Linked DNA regions of Mus musculus: region 2 is linked to region 1. The links are chromatin contacts, called in public Hi-C maps. All regions are on one chromosome and are shown on one strand. The core of a region is the stretch at or near the end of the contact, and the rest is flanking DNA. Distances in the headings are between cores, read along the strand shown. Region 1 overlaps Csgalnact1 (chondroitin sulfate N-acetylgalactosaminyltransferase 1). Region 2 overlaps Csgalnact1 (chondroitin sulfate N-acetylgalactosaminyltransferase 1).

Region 1 (6,387 bases), core at 2,475-4,974:
CTATGCAAGCCTAGCACTGTCAATCCCACCTTGTACTATACTTCATCCAAATTTATCTTCTTAACAACATTCACCTCGGTCTAGGGAAAAATAACACAGGATGGAAATGCAAGAGTCCAAGTTCCCATCTCAGAGTCTGACATTTCCTTAAGTGCAAAGGTAGAATAACAATGATTTGTAGATGAAAATTATAGATAAAATGAAAAATGTGTTTTTCACTGAAAAAGATATTAGTGAAATGATTAGGAGTCATAGCCAAAATAAAAACAAATTTTCTCAAAAGTTATAACTTAAAAGGAAAAAATTGCACAGCTTTCCCAACACCAATCTTGATATTTTTGCAAAATGTATTTTCTCAGTAAAGCAAAGTACAAGCACATAACATACTTGACTTAATATTTTTTATTAAATTATCAAGTTCCTAGTTTTTCTAGGTCTAGAAAAATTCTAAGAAAAATTCTTAGATAAGACCAGCAAGATAACTCAGTCAGTAAAGGTGCTTGCTTGTCTTTCATGTCTGACTACCTGGATTAGATCCTGGGGGCCCACACAGTATAAGAAGAAAATCAACTACCAAAAGTTGTCCTCTGGCCGCTGTACACATGTCATAATGCACATGCAAACACACACACACACACACACACACACACACAGTTGTGTGCTTGTGTGAGAGAGAGGAGTAGAGGTAGTGGGAATGAGAGAGGGAGGGGGAATGAGGGAGAGGGAGGGGGAGGAGGAAGAGGGAGGGGGAAAGGAGGAGAGGGAGGGAATCCTTAGACAACAAGATACTTAACAAGTTTTAACTAATATCCCCCTTAGGGCCAGGTCTCATTCAATAGGTGAGATGCTTTAATCTATTTCTGTATCTATTAACACATCTATACCAGTTATTTATGGTAGATACACAGATCACATTACATAAAGAGTAGTGGGATACGGTTCCTGAATTTAAAGAGTTAAAAGTTTAGTGCTGGAAGTGAGGGATAAATGAATGAATGAGGCAGCTGTGATAATAGAGGAACAAAGGGGCCAATGGTGCTACATAGTAGGGACAGTCCATCTCCTCCAAAGAGTTCAGACAAGGTCTGTGCAGGAGACAAGGACTAAGAGTTTGATAGAGTTTTACAGATACTGAAAGAGGGCGAGGATGTATCCGACAGGTGACTGAACTATGAATGCCTGTGGCTTGGCAGCATGAAGCACCATCGAGTCTCGGTGAAGGCAACAGTGGCTCAAGTGGCTCAAGGTTTTGGTACCAGAAATATTAAATTCAGGATGCATATAATAAGTTTGGCCTTTGACAAATCAAGTTGATGCACTTAGAGATATTTAGGCAGAGATGAAGAAGCCTGTCAGAGAAGTCAGGCCAGGGCTAGAGAAAAATGAAGGGTCATTGGTGTGTTGAAACGAGCCAAGAGATGATGTTAGAGGGGTCAAGTGGGTATGCTTGAGAGTGATGAGTAAAGGTGACTGTTCAGCTGTGGGGACTTTATTGTCATAGGCAGGGAAGGCAGATAAACTGAACAGGGAATCAAGAGGCATTTCCAGAGCAGTTCTCTGTTGCCTTAACTGGGACTGGTACCACCAAGGCACTGGTAGTAGGGCTATCCATGACTAAACAGGGAACTCTGCTAATTCTGGTTTCAATACCTGTTTATTGTGTGATATGGACTCAGTATGTCTCCCATAGGATCGTGTTCTGGAAGCTAAGTTCCACTGTAATAGTGAGATGGCGATAATTTCCTATAGAAGGGCACAGGGCACAATCATAGAAAGAAAGTAATTTAGTTCTCTCAGAACTGAGTTATTTCCTCAGAGAAAGATGATCGTGTGTATGTGTGTGTGTGTGTGTGTGTGTGTGTGTGTGTGTGTGTGTGTGTGAGTGAGGCGGGGCAGGAGGGAGAGGGAAAGAGAGAAACAAAGGAAGACAGACAGAGACAAAGAAATAAATACACAATATATGTGTGAGTGGGTGTATTATGAAACATAAGCCTGAACTTGTTCCCTGCTACTTCTTTCACTGTGTGATCTCCCTTTCCTACCCCAATCTCTCTCCTTTTCCCTTTCTCTTGATGTTTCTTCCATGTACATCTAGCCAATGCCCAAATCCAAATTCTAGGTTTCATAACCACTTTTAGATACCTTATGAACCTCCATAGTATCTGTTAACCTAATCTTTGCTACATGTAATAATCCCACATATTCAGGGTGGTGTATTTCTAATGTATTTGACTGGTAGGAATGGACAGACCTCATCATATGTGGAAGAGAAATATAATGAGTCTTTATGTCCACAGAGAGCTCTCTAGCTTAGGACTGTACTTGTCCTTTGATAGGAATGAAGTAGAATGTTTCCGGGGAAAGGAGTAGACTCTTTGAAAACTATATCAGAGAACACTTGTTATTAAGAATTTATTTCTTAAGATGAAGGGTGAGTCTATGGGCTTGTCATCCTTAATCGAAAGTATTAAAAATGAAAATTTTAACAATACACTCATAGAAAGGATACAACTGAGCTGTCCAATATGGCTGGGAAAGAGTATAGAAGGGGCTGGAGCTGAGGTAGAGTATGTGAAGGAAACAAAGACAATGAATATGAAAATATTTTGAAGTAGTTTAGCTCCAAGTATATGTATGTGTGAGAGATAGTCAGGGGTGGGGGAGGGAAGAGTAGCAAGGAAAAAAATAAAAAAGACCATGGAACAGGCAGATGTCTGCCACACTGGTATAGGTAGGAAGTCTGTGGAACATGGTCTTTGCAAAATATCAACTCTCCCCACAGCTCCCCATGTCTTGCTCAAAATTGGTGCGGGTGGGTAGGATCTGTCACCTTCTGCTCCTAGGGAGGCAGGGAAGAGGACTCAGTAGGTAAATCACTTGTTGGGCAGCAGCTAAAGATCTCAGTTCAGATCCCAGAACTCACACAAAGCAGGATATAGTTGTAGGTACCTGTGATCTTAATACTCCTAATGTAAGAAGGAAGTGGTGGAAGGGATGGAATTCCCAGAAACCAGCTAGCTAGCTAGGCTGGTATACACAGTGATTTAGAACTTGAGAACACATCTTAAATAAGGTGAAAGGCAAGGACCAATATCCTAGGTTTTCCTTTTACCCCTATATGTACATCCACATTTATACAGAGAAATGCAAATGTCTACACATACATACATACATACATACATACATACATACATACATATATACATACATACATACAAAGATAAACTGTAAAATGTTTGAGCACTTAACACTTAATCATTTCTGCAACCATTTTATCATTTATAAGTGTCAAGAATAGAAATGGACAAAAAAGATCATACTGTAAAAAAATGTTTGTTCACTAACCCTCCCCTGACTATAGATACGTATGGTTTCGAAGTATCTATAAGCTGTCTTATTAATTATTGTAGAAAAGTAGTAGAGTTTGTACTTAGGATTTGCTCTCTGCACTTATAAATTATAAATGATGATAAATAAACATTGCTTCCAAGAAGCAAAGCAGAGAAAAATCAATTACCCACAAAGTTGGTAAGACTTCACATCTCACTTCAAAGATATTCTAATGAGAAAAGAGTAACTGGGAAGAAGCCACATGCAATGAGGGGGAGATGGTGTTCAACATTTTACTGCATCCTAAAATTGGAGAGCTGCTGCTTCTAGAATAATGTTGCTGAGCCTCAGCCATGTTCTCTGCCACTCCCCAGAGCAAAGCCCATCACACAACAGATTACCAGCTATTCTCTAAGCCCAAACGGCAGCAGGAGTGCCTAAGAATGTGAGTCATGGGTACTGACAAAGCTGTCACGTCCTATTACAGAAAACTGCAATGATAAATTAAAAAGAATAAAGACCTTAGACTCATTTCAGAGAGCTCAAATCCCCTCGCAGATGAGACTACTCACTAGCTCATCACGACATTCCAGAAAAGGAGGCAAGTAGCCAGCATCCTTATCTTAGAGATGGAAAGGCTTAAACCCCAAAGCACACGCCTTCTAGATTATTATAAAACAATTAGCTAATTAATCCATCTGCTAGAATTTTCACTGCTTCTGCACTTAATTTAAAAGCAAATCTGGGCCAAATGGAAAAGGCGTGCTATGCTCACCAGTTGTCTCTGGATGGATGAAGAAACTCCCAGACAGGAGGTTGAAAACTCAGTTTGGCAGTAACTGGGACAGCTTTGAGTGGACCCTTACATGTATGTATAAATGTTCTTTTATTTGGAAAAACAATGTCAAAGCCTACAGTTCAATCAAATATCTATGTCACATTCTGGCCAGCTACCACTTAACAACTAAATCACATTGGCCAGTGCCACCCTTTTCTACTCTCAGCCTCTCAATACAAATTAAATGAAGGCGGGATCTCACGCATCCAAGAGAGTCTCAGCTGTCTCTCCTCATCACATCTTACCAAGGTGAAATGTTATGTGATCTCTGAATTCTCTGAAGGAAAAGAACTTGATCTTCCACATGTGAATTGAGCTTGGTCCTCACACGCTGTAGGCATGGAGCAGACCACTGATCCTATCCTGTTTTATGTACTCGCTGTAATCCACTGCTACCTTCCTGTCAGATCCTGACACTGTTATGCCAGTCAGAGTCCAGTGATGGGCTTCATGACTTTCCATCAGAAAATAATCAGGTTTATTCTGCCTCCTTTTCACTTCCTTTTGTACACACAGGCTCCTGGATGTATGTAGAAGACAGAATCCTTCTGAATCTTCCAACTTCCCATAACCCACTAGAGCTTTTCTTTTTCTTTTTGGAAAGATGGTCCTGACATTCATAGTGTATCAGGACTGTTGTGTGTTGGGACTTCTATACTAGTTTGTCATCTTCAGTTTGTCAGAAGGCATGGGTCTTTTGTGTTGCTGCTTCTCTCCTTTCCATCTTTTTGAAATATGAAATGGTTACAATCAGAGTATTGTTGCGATGTAGAGTTTAAAATAAACTTGTGTTGAACCAGACATAGCTGCTTTATGGTGGGAGAATCCATCCTCCCTTAGGAATAATAAACAACAGTTGAAGATTGCTGGGAATTAGAACATATAAGAATGGTATAAAAATAATTTCCATACCACGAAGGCCTATTATCTTCTGTCTCTTTCCTATCTATCTCCTTAGACATTTCTCTGCTGTATGTTCTGACGACTGGCCTTCCCACTTCTTATGTTCCTTACTTCTGCCTTTGTTTTTCTGAGTTACAACTTCAATGATGAATTTTCAGAAAAACAAGTAACTGGAAACCCCTCCTGCTGACAACCAAACTCCTTCCAACTTGGCCTTTCCTTCACCGCCCAGTCCTATTTCCTACCATATCCCAGCCATCAGTAGGAACCCAGAGCCAAAGGGTTCCGTCTCAAACCCTAGGAAAGATGGCATAGGAAATGAGGTGTCACCTTGCATGCCTAGCATCTGAACCATGTGAGTAACAGGAGAGTATTCACATAGATGAGCTATTATATAGATATAGTGTCTATCTAAACTATATCTGACCTGAACATGGGTTCCTGTCAGTCACCCCATGGTACTTAGCCATTTCTGTGATCATGTTGTAATGTTTGCCTTAAGTACTCTTTTTTTTTCTTCACTTTTAACATTTTCTCCTCTGAATCCTCACCCTATCCTTTATTACATTAAATACCAAGGTATTTATAAACATTTGCTCTATTTATATCCTACTTAGTCATAAAGTACTGTGATTTTTATCTTATTCATGACTCATATCATATATGTTTATATTTTCGTTGCTGTTTCTGCTGTTTGTGTTTCTGGGGAATGATCCCAGAGCCACCACAGCCTAGGTAAACCCACTTCTTCTGAACTACACTCTAACTTCAACACACTCTCTTGCACTTTCTATCCTTATAAAAGAGAAGGAGGTCTTGGAGTACAAGGAGTGGATCTTGTTCATTTGGAGCATGCACAGTAGACTTATGCTCGGCTTCAATTTGTCAAATATCCACAATATAATAATTCTCCCTGCTTTGGAGCTGCAAAGATCCTTTCCTGTAAGAAGGCACCATCTAATTGGGGAAAGGAACTGGATTCATGATAAGGAAAGGTTAGGTAAAACATCTTCAAAGGGCCAAAATGATAAGCCGTTCAAAACTATGAGGGCATGAAAAGAAAATTTTAAGTATGCTAGCAAAATGTATGTAGCCTTGCCAAGTTTCCTAAGTCCTCTTTTGCTGTGATGGATACCAACTCCATTGCTCTAGGTGCCCAGATGTAAACACGTGGTCTTCTTTTCAAATAAATAAATAACACTGAAGGGGTTGGAGAGAGGGTTCACTGGTTAAAAAGCATGTACTGTTCTTGCAGAGGACCTCAGTTGGGCTTCCAGCAACCATGTTCAATGACTCAGAATCAATTATAACTCCAG
Region 2 (6,931 bases), core at 107-2,606, 200 kb after region 1:
CTAGGAAAAGTTCCTAATTAACCAGCTTAAGCTATGTCCCTGGAAATGATCTGTGACTTCTGGCTTAAAATATTAAAAACCTCAGAGAAAGCTATAAATTAATGTAATTGTCTCTGTCATTCTATAAAATGCATAATTGAAAATTAACACAGCTTGACTATATCTAGGGACTGGGCAGAGTTTATAGTCCATGTACTAGGAAATAATTACCATTCAGTAAGGCTGTGGCAGCCTAACCTCTGGTTTGCTTTATAGCACTTACCATGAGGCAGTAAGAGCATCTCTAAGAAGGATGGGTCCCTTAAAAGACAAGGATCAGTTTAAGGATTATGTACTTGGAGACAGGAAACACACCAAGTTTACCACCAAGACTTCTCCAGAGGAAGGAGGGAGAGCAAACAGTCCGGTTATCTGGGATATTTTATTCCTTTTGTTTTAAAATAATCTGAAGCAGAAAGGACTTAACACAAGTATTTATTAAGTTCAGGAAGGGGGAGGTGAGTGCCTGTTGTCTTTCTCTCTGTGCTTTTCTGTAGGAAAAAAATATCCAAGAAGAGAGAGCATGTTTTGAAGGAGGGAGATGCTTCATTTAACATTTCTTGTAAAATGTGTTAAATCGGGTAGGAGGCCTATAATTACTTCTTCACAGTGCAGTTTGCCAGTTTGAGAAGCAATTCTCCTGAACTCATCCTCAGACTTTGTTCTGTTTTATTAATACTGGAGAACCAACTGGAGTGCTGTTAAATGCTTTCCAGGTTGCCCAATGCATAGATCCCTCCCTTATTCTGTTTCTATGCTCTCAGGTAGAATATGGTTCCTGGAAATAGTAGTTATTATAATAGATAGAGAGAAATATCGTCTTAGTCCCAGAGGACTTTAAGGAAAACTGGCTCTGTAGCCTCTGCTTCTTTCAGCAACTGCCAGTGTCCAATAGGTTGAGACCAGACTTTATGTAGTCCTTTTCCTTCTTAATGTCTGTTTTATAGCATAAACATGTCCCAGAAGCTAACCGAACTTTAGGTTCTTATAGCCCTGTAAAGGATAGCTGACAGTCCTCACATTTAGTCTAATCCCAATACGAGGTAAATTGTCATCTGGTAACACAGCTGAGTTGTATTCCAGGGAATAAAAAAAGAGGTGGGAACTGTTTTTGGAAACTCATATTTTTACCCAAATGTGTTTATCAATCAATTTTATAGCAGTCATAGATATTTCTCTCTTTCACAAAGGTGTGTCAGAGAAGAAGTAGAGAAAGAATTCTAAGCAACTCAGTAATAAATTGCACAAGAGATGGCTACTGTGATGAAATCCAGTAGATTGGATCCTGTGTGCTGATTGACAAGAAGTGGTGTGTGCTGTGGCTTCTATTTAAAGAAATGAACACTGCCAAATAAAGCTAAACCTTATCTGGAAGCTTTTACAGCATAAACCCCAAATCAGCAATACTAGCACACTTAAAAATTCATATTTTTTCAGAATCTTAATTGCTGAATGTGTCATAAGCTATAAAAAGAATGAACATGGAAGAAAAAATACTGCCTACCACCCTGCAGATTAAATGGCTGATTGCAGGGTCCTGGCAGGCTTCTTGGGGCTGATTCTGTGTGGACCACACTGAGTGCTTGGAGGCCAGGCTAACACACTGCCATGGCCACAGGCATTACTCTCTTGTTCCTTGCTGTGAGATATAATATTCCTCAATCTAGAAAAGGATAAATTAACCATGTATAGTGTCATTGATCTCCCAGATGCTATCATGAGACTCACTTTCCCAAAACCTTGTCTCTGAACCCTGATGGAGGTACTAGCCCCCAGGACAGGGAGCAAGCTATGAGCACAAGGACAGAGCACACGGTGTTGAAGTTAGGATCAAAACTCACAAGTCCAAGACCAAAACTCATGCTTCTTCATGCATTCTCTACTTACACAAGGGGCGCCATGCCTAAAGGTTGTATTTGTTGTAGTGTGATGTTTGGATAGATGCAAACAATTGTAAGTTTATATTATGTGTGTGCATGCACATGTGCACATGCCTGCACAGGTCCTCACACACATGTATGTATGCATGTGTATAAGCCAGAGGTGAATAGTAAGCAACTATTCGCTTCAATTTTTGAGACAGCATCTCTCTCTAAACCTCGAGTTCTCAAATTTGCAAATTTGAGGTTAAGCTGGTCATTTGTCTTTTTGTACATTTATTATTTCTCTGTGGAGAGGACATTCAGAATTCTGTAATCCTGTGAGGTTGCCAAGGAGCAGGGGGCAAGTTAATGCTGAGACCTGCCCTCTATTATACTTGAGGCAAAATTGTCAGCCTCATGAATAGTCAGCTCACTGTTTGCCCAGCTTTGCTCACTGTGAAGCTGGGGAGGAAGCCCTTTCCAGCTCTTTCTGTCCACATCTCCAAATGTAAGTTAAAGTTTCTCTTTATTGTTTTACCCGTCTCTCAACCAGCAACCATCCTGCTTATCTACAAATATCAAAAGCCATCTTAAAGAGTACCCATCTGGGAGAGGGCTCAGTGGATAAAGTACTTGGGACACAAGCATAAGGCTCTGAGCTCAGATGCCCAGATCTGTGTACAAAGCCACGTGCATCAGTGAACATTTATAATCCTATAGCTAGGGAAGCAGAGATAGGAGGCTCACCAGCCAGAAATTTTTGATTCTAATCCAGGGTTTCTACCCTGCCTTTGATGGTTTGGTTCCTGGATAAAAGACACACACACAACCTTTATATTACAATAAGCCATAATCAGCACTAGAGCTGGGCAAGCATCGACCCTCTATGCTATTAAAGTCTATTTCCTATCAATAACTCTGAGTTACTACTTACTACATTTCATCTGGGATGCTTTCTTTCTTTCTTTCTCCCTTTCTTTCTTTCTTTTAACATGGGCCAATTTGGGGTTTTTTTTAAGCAATTTTTATTAGATATTTTCTTCATTTACTATTCAAATGCTATCCCAAAAGTCCCTTATACCCTCCCCCCACCCACCCTGCTCTCCAACCCACCCCCTCCCGCTTCCTGGCCCTGGTATTCCCCTGTATTGGGGCAAATTATCTTTGTAAGACCAAGGGCCTCTCCTGCCAATGATGGCCGACTAGGCAATCTTATGATACATATGCAGCTAGAGACATGAGCTCAGGGGGTACTGGTTAGTTCATATTGCTGTTCCTCCTATAAGGTTACAGACCCCTTCAGCTCCTTGGGTACTTTTTCTACATCTTCCATTGGGTGCTATGTGTTCCATCCAATAGATGACTGTGAGCATCCACTTCTGTATTTTCCAGGCACTGGTATAGCCTCACAAGAGTCAGCTATATCAGGGTCCTATCAGCAAAATCTTGCTGGCATATGGAATTGTGTCTGCGTTTGGTGGCTCATTATGGGATGGATCTCCATGTGGGGCAGTCTCTGCATGGTCCTTCCTTCTGTCTCATCTCCAAACTTTCTCTCTGTAACTCCTTACATGGGTATTTTGTTCCCCATTTTAAGGAGGGACAAAGTATCCACAGTTTGGTATTCCTTCTTCTTGAGTTTCATGTGTTTTGGAAATTTTATCTTGGGTATTCTAAGTTTCTGGGCTAATATCCACTTATCAGTGAATGCATATCATGTGAGTTCTTTTGTGGGTTACCTCACTCAGGATGATGCCCTCCAGATCTATCCATTTGCCTAAGAATTTCATAAATTCATTGTTTTTAATAGCTGAGTAGTACTCCATTGTGTAAATGTACCACATTTTCTGTATCTATTCTTCTGTTGAGGGACATCTGGGTTTTTTCCAGCTTCTGGCTACTATAAATAAGGCTGCTATGAACATAGTGGAGCATGTGTTCTTATTACCAGTTGGAACATCTGGATATATGCCCAAGAGAGGTATTGCTGAATCCCTCAGTAGTACTATCCAATTTTCTGAGAAACTGCCAGACTGATTTCCAGAGTGGTTGTACAAGCTTGCAATCCCACCAGCAATGGAGGAGTGTTCCTCTTTCTCCACATCCTCGCCAGCATCTGCTGACACCTCAGTTTTTTATCTTAGCCATTTTGACTGGTGTGAGGTAAAATCTCAGGGATGTTTTGATTTGCATTTCCCTGATGATTAAGGATGCTGAACATTTCTTCAGGTGCTTCTCAGCCATTCGGTATTCCTCAGTTGAGGATTCTTTGTTTAGCTCTGAGCCCCATTTTTTAATGGGGTTATTTGATTTTCTGGAGTCCATCTTCTTGAGTTCTTTATATATATTGGATATTAGTCCCCTATCTGACTTAGGATTTGTAAATATCCTTTCCCCATCTGTTGGTGGTCTTTTTGTCTTATTGACAGTGTCTTTTGCCTTACCTAAGCTTTGCAATTTTATGAGGTCCCATTTGTCGATTCTCGATCTTACAGCACAAGCCATTGGTGTTCTGTTCAGGAATTTTTCCCCTGTGCCCATATCTTTGAGGCTTTTGCCCACTTTCTCTTCTATAAGTTTTAGTGTCTCTGGTTTTATGTTTTCCTCCTTGATCCACTTAGACTTGAGCTTAGTACAAGGAGATAAGAATGTAGCAATTCGAATTCTTCTATGTGATAACCGCCCATCTGGGATGCTCTTAACTTCAACTGGCCAGCCCTTGGGACCATACTTTCTTGACCCCCTAACCCATGGCGTCTTCCCCTTCCTCCTTCGCCTTCTTCTCTTCTCCTCATGGTCCCCTCTGACCCCAAGCCTGGGAACCCTAAATCCTGCCACATAAATTCTGCCCAGTTATAGGCTGTAGCCATCTTTATTTACCAATCAGAAATAACTTGGGTCAAGGTCACAAAGTGTTACTTAGGTCTACATTCAGACTCCCTAGTCTCCTGGGAAAAGGTCTTGGGGGCCTGCACTTAACATTACAATACACAGCAAAAGATCCAAACTCAACACTGTCTAACAAAATTTGAGAACTTGACATTTAGTGAGAGACCCTGTCTCAAAAATTGAGGTGAATAGCCACTGAGGAGATGCTTAGTATTCACCCCCTGGCTTATACACATGCATACACACATGTGCATGGGAACCTGTGCAGGCATGTGCATCTGTGCACATGCACGTGTGTGTGTGTGTGTGTGTGTGTGTGTGTGTGTGTGTGTGTGTGTGTGTGAGAGAGAGAGAGAGAGAGAGAGAGAGAGAGAGAGAGAGAGAGAGAGAGAGAGAGAGAGAGAGGATAACCCATCCATTTAAACTATTCCTCACCTTCAGGTCAGACCTCTTTCCTATATGCCTAGTACACTGCTTAATTACTCGTTCTTTGTACAGGGTTTGTCCTGTCTTGAAGGTAATCTATGTCTAAATATGTTTCAACTCATTTAAGAGACTACAAGGTCCTCCTGTCATGTCAATCATGGTTTATTATTAAGTAACTGTTATAATTATCACCTTGTATTTTAAGCAAAGTAATTTATTCTGCAATAATAGTACACTTTTCTTTTAAAGGATTAAAATTTCACATTCACAGTTTCTTACATTCTCATCCCACTCCACATACCCAAATAGCACTGGAAATAAAGATTAACGTAAGCCTGCTTATAGCATTCATCTTCAGAATACAGTCATAATTATATGCAATTACTGGTCAGCAGCCCTATATTAAATCTTTCATTCTCCTCTTTGCTACTTTGTGACTTCAAGCAAATGACTGAAACTTCTAAGCTTCTGTGGGGATAAACTGAGGGAAATTAATAATTCACAGGATTACTGTAAAGATTAATTGAGATAATGTACATGCTAAGCACCGTGCAGAGGTTTTCTTTTTTTGTATAAGTATCATTTAAAAATAATTGCTTTTGGCAGAGAGTAGGAAGAGGAAAGAGGAGGAGAGTATTCACTGAGTCCCTGTACAATGCTCAGTGTTCCTCCACTGTCAGTATATGTTCACATCCATAACGTAAAAGCTTACCACACAAGATGGAAGCCCAGGGATATTCTAAGGCTGTGAGTACCTGCCAGGCCACCTGACTCTGCTCTGTGAATGCATATGCGCATGCACTTTTAATTTAAATTTGGGGTGTTTAGTTGGTTGGTTGGTTGGTTGGTTGGTTGGTTGGTTGGTTAGTTTTTGGCTTGGGGTTTGTCTTGTTGTGTTTTGTTTTGTTTTGTTTTGTTTTGTTTTGTTTTGTTTTTTAGACAGAGTCTCTCTTATCTCAAGCTGGCCTGAAACACAGTAAGTAGCTGAGGATGTCCTTGAATTGAACATATCATCACACAGTCTCTGTGATATTAGAGACTACACCAAGGCTTTGTGCCAACCAGCACTCTACCAACTGGGAACTGCATCCCAAGCTCCCCGTTTTTAAAACTGCAGTGACCTACCACATCAGTACTACCAAGAGCAGTTCACAGCTCCAAACTTCCCCTGTGTTCCAACAGTGTGTGGTTTGAACCAAAGAACAAACACACTGAACTCAGGTCCCTGGTCCCCAGGATTCGAGTCTATGAGCCAGTTCAGCCAGAGCTCTGGGTATCCAAGCTGCTGCAATTTGTTTTTCAGCCCCAGTCAGATCCTGCCTCATATGAGACAGGCACCAAGTATCACTATGACCAAGAAGCCAGGCAAGTTCCCCACATTGGAGCATTTGCCAGCACTGCACACCCGTCCCAAGGCTTGAACTTGATTCGATTGGTGTGTGCACACATTCCCTTGGAGTGCTGGAACTCACTACTGAGAGTTCTGATCTGTCAAGATTAAAAGTCTTAAGCAACATGCCTTCTATCTTGTATTCATGTCCTATCTACAGAGTCGAAAAAGTTCAAGACTGAAGTTAAAACCGGTATGTAAAGTTTCCACACTGCCACATGAAAAACATGGGCACAGGGGCTTAAGGCAATAAATACACATTCTTTAATTCTTGCAATCAATGTGCTGTTTCTATTCCATATGAAGCCATCATTATTACATGGGA

The links. A called contact is a pair of places that touch in the nucleus more often than the background predicts.
Region 2: a Hi-C map of cortical neurons shows a contact between it and region 1, with 1.6 times the contacts expected there. The contact joins two enhancer-like sites. A contact is called at or near these places in 2 of 15 datasets of contacts at CTCF or cohesin (the NIH/3T3 cell line and large pre-B cells) and 3 of 484 Hi-C or Micro-C datasets (cerebral cortex and cortical neurons).

What each region holds. Positions count from the first base shown.
Region 1 is chr8:68,480,482-68,486,868 of GRCm38.p6, forward strand. The region is part of intron 3 of Csgalnact1 (chondroitin sulfate N-acetylgalactosaminyltransferase 1); the gene reads right to left. Among named protein-coding and RNA genes, the nearest start is that of 1700125H03Rik, 120 kb to the left of the region's middle. Within about 2 kb of position 3,725, at least 12 of the 459 cell types and tissues checked have an H3K27ac peak or open chromatin away from gene starts, as enhancers often do. A contact at or near this core is called in cortical neurons, where this site is marked.
Region 2 is chr8:68,686,610-68,693,540 of GRCm38.p6, forward strand. All of the region lies in intron 1 of Csgalnact1 (chondroitin sulfate N-acetylgalactosaminyltransferase 1), which reads right to left. Among named protein-coding and RNA genes, the nearest start is that of Csgalnact1, 45 kb to the right of the region's middle. Within about 2 kb of position 1,357, at least 20 of the 459 cell types and tissues checked have an H3K27ac peak or open chromatin away from gene starts, as enhancers often do. A contact at or near this core is called in cortical neurons, where this site is marked.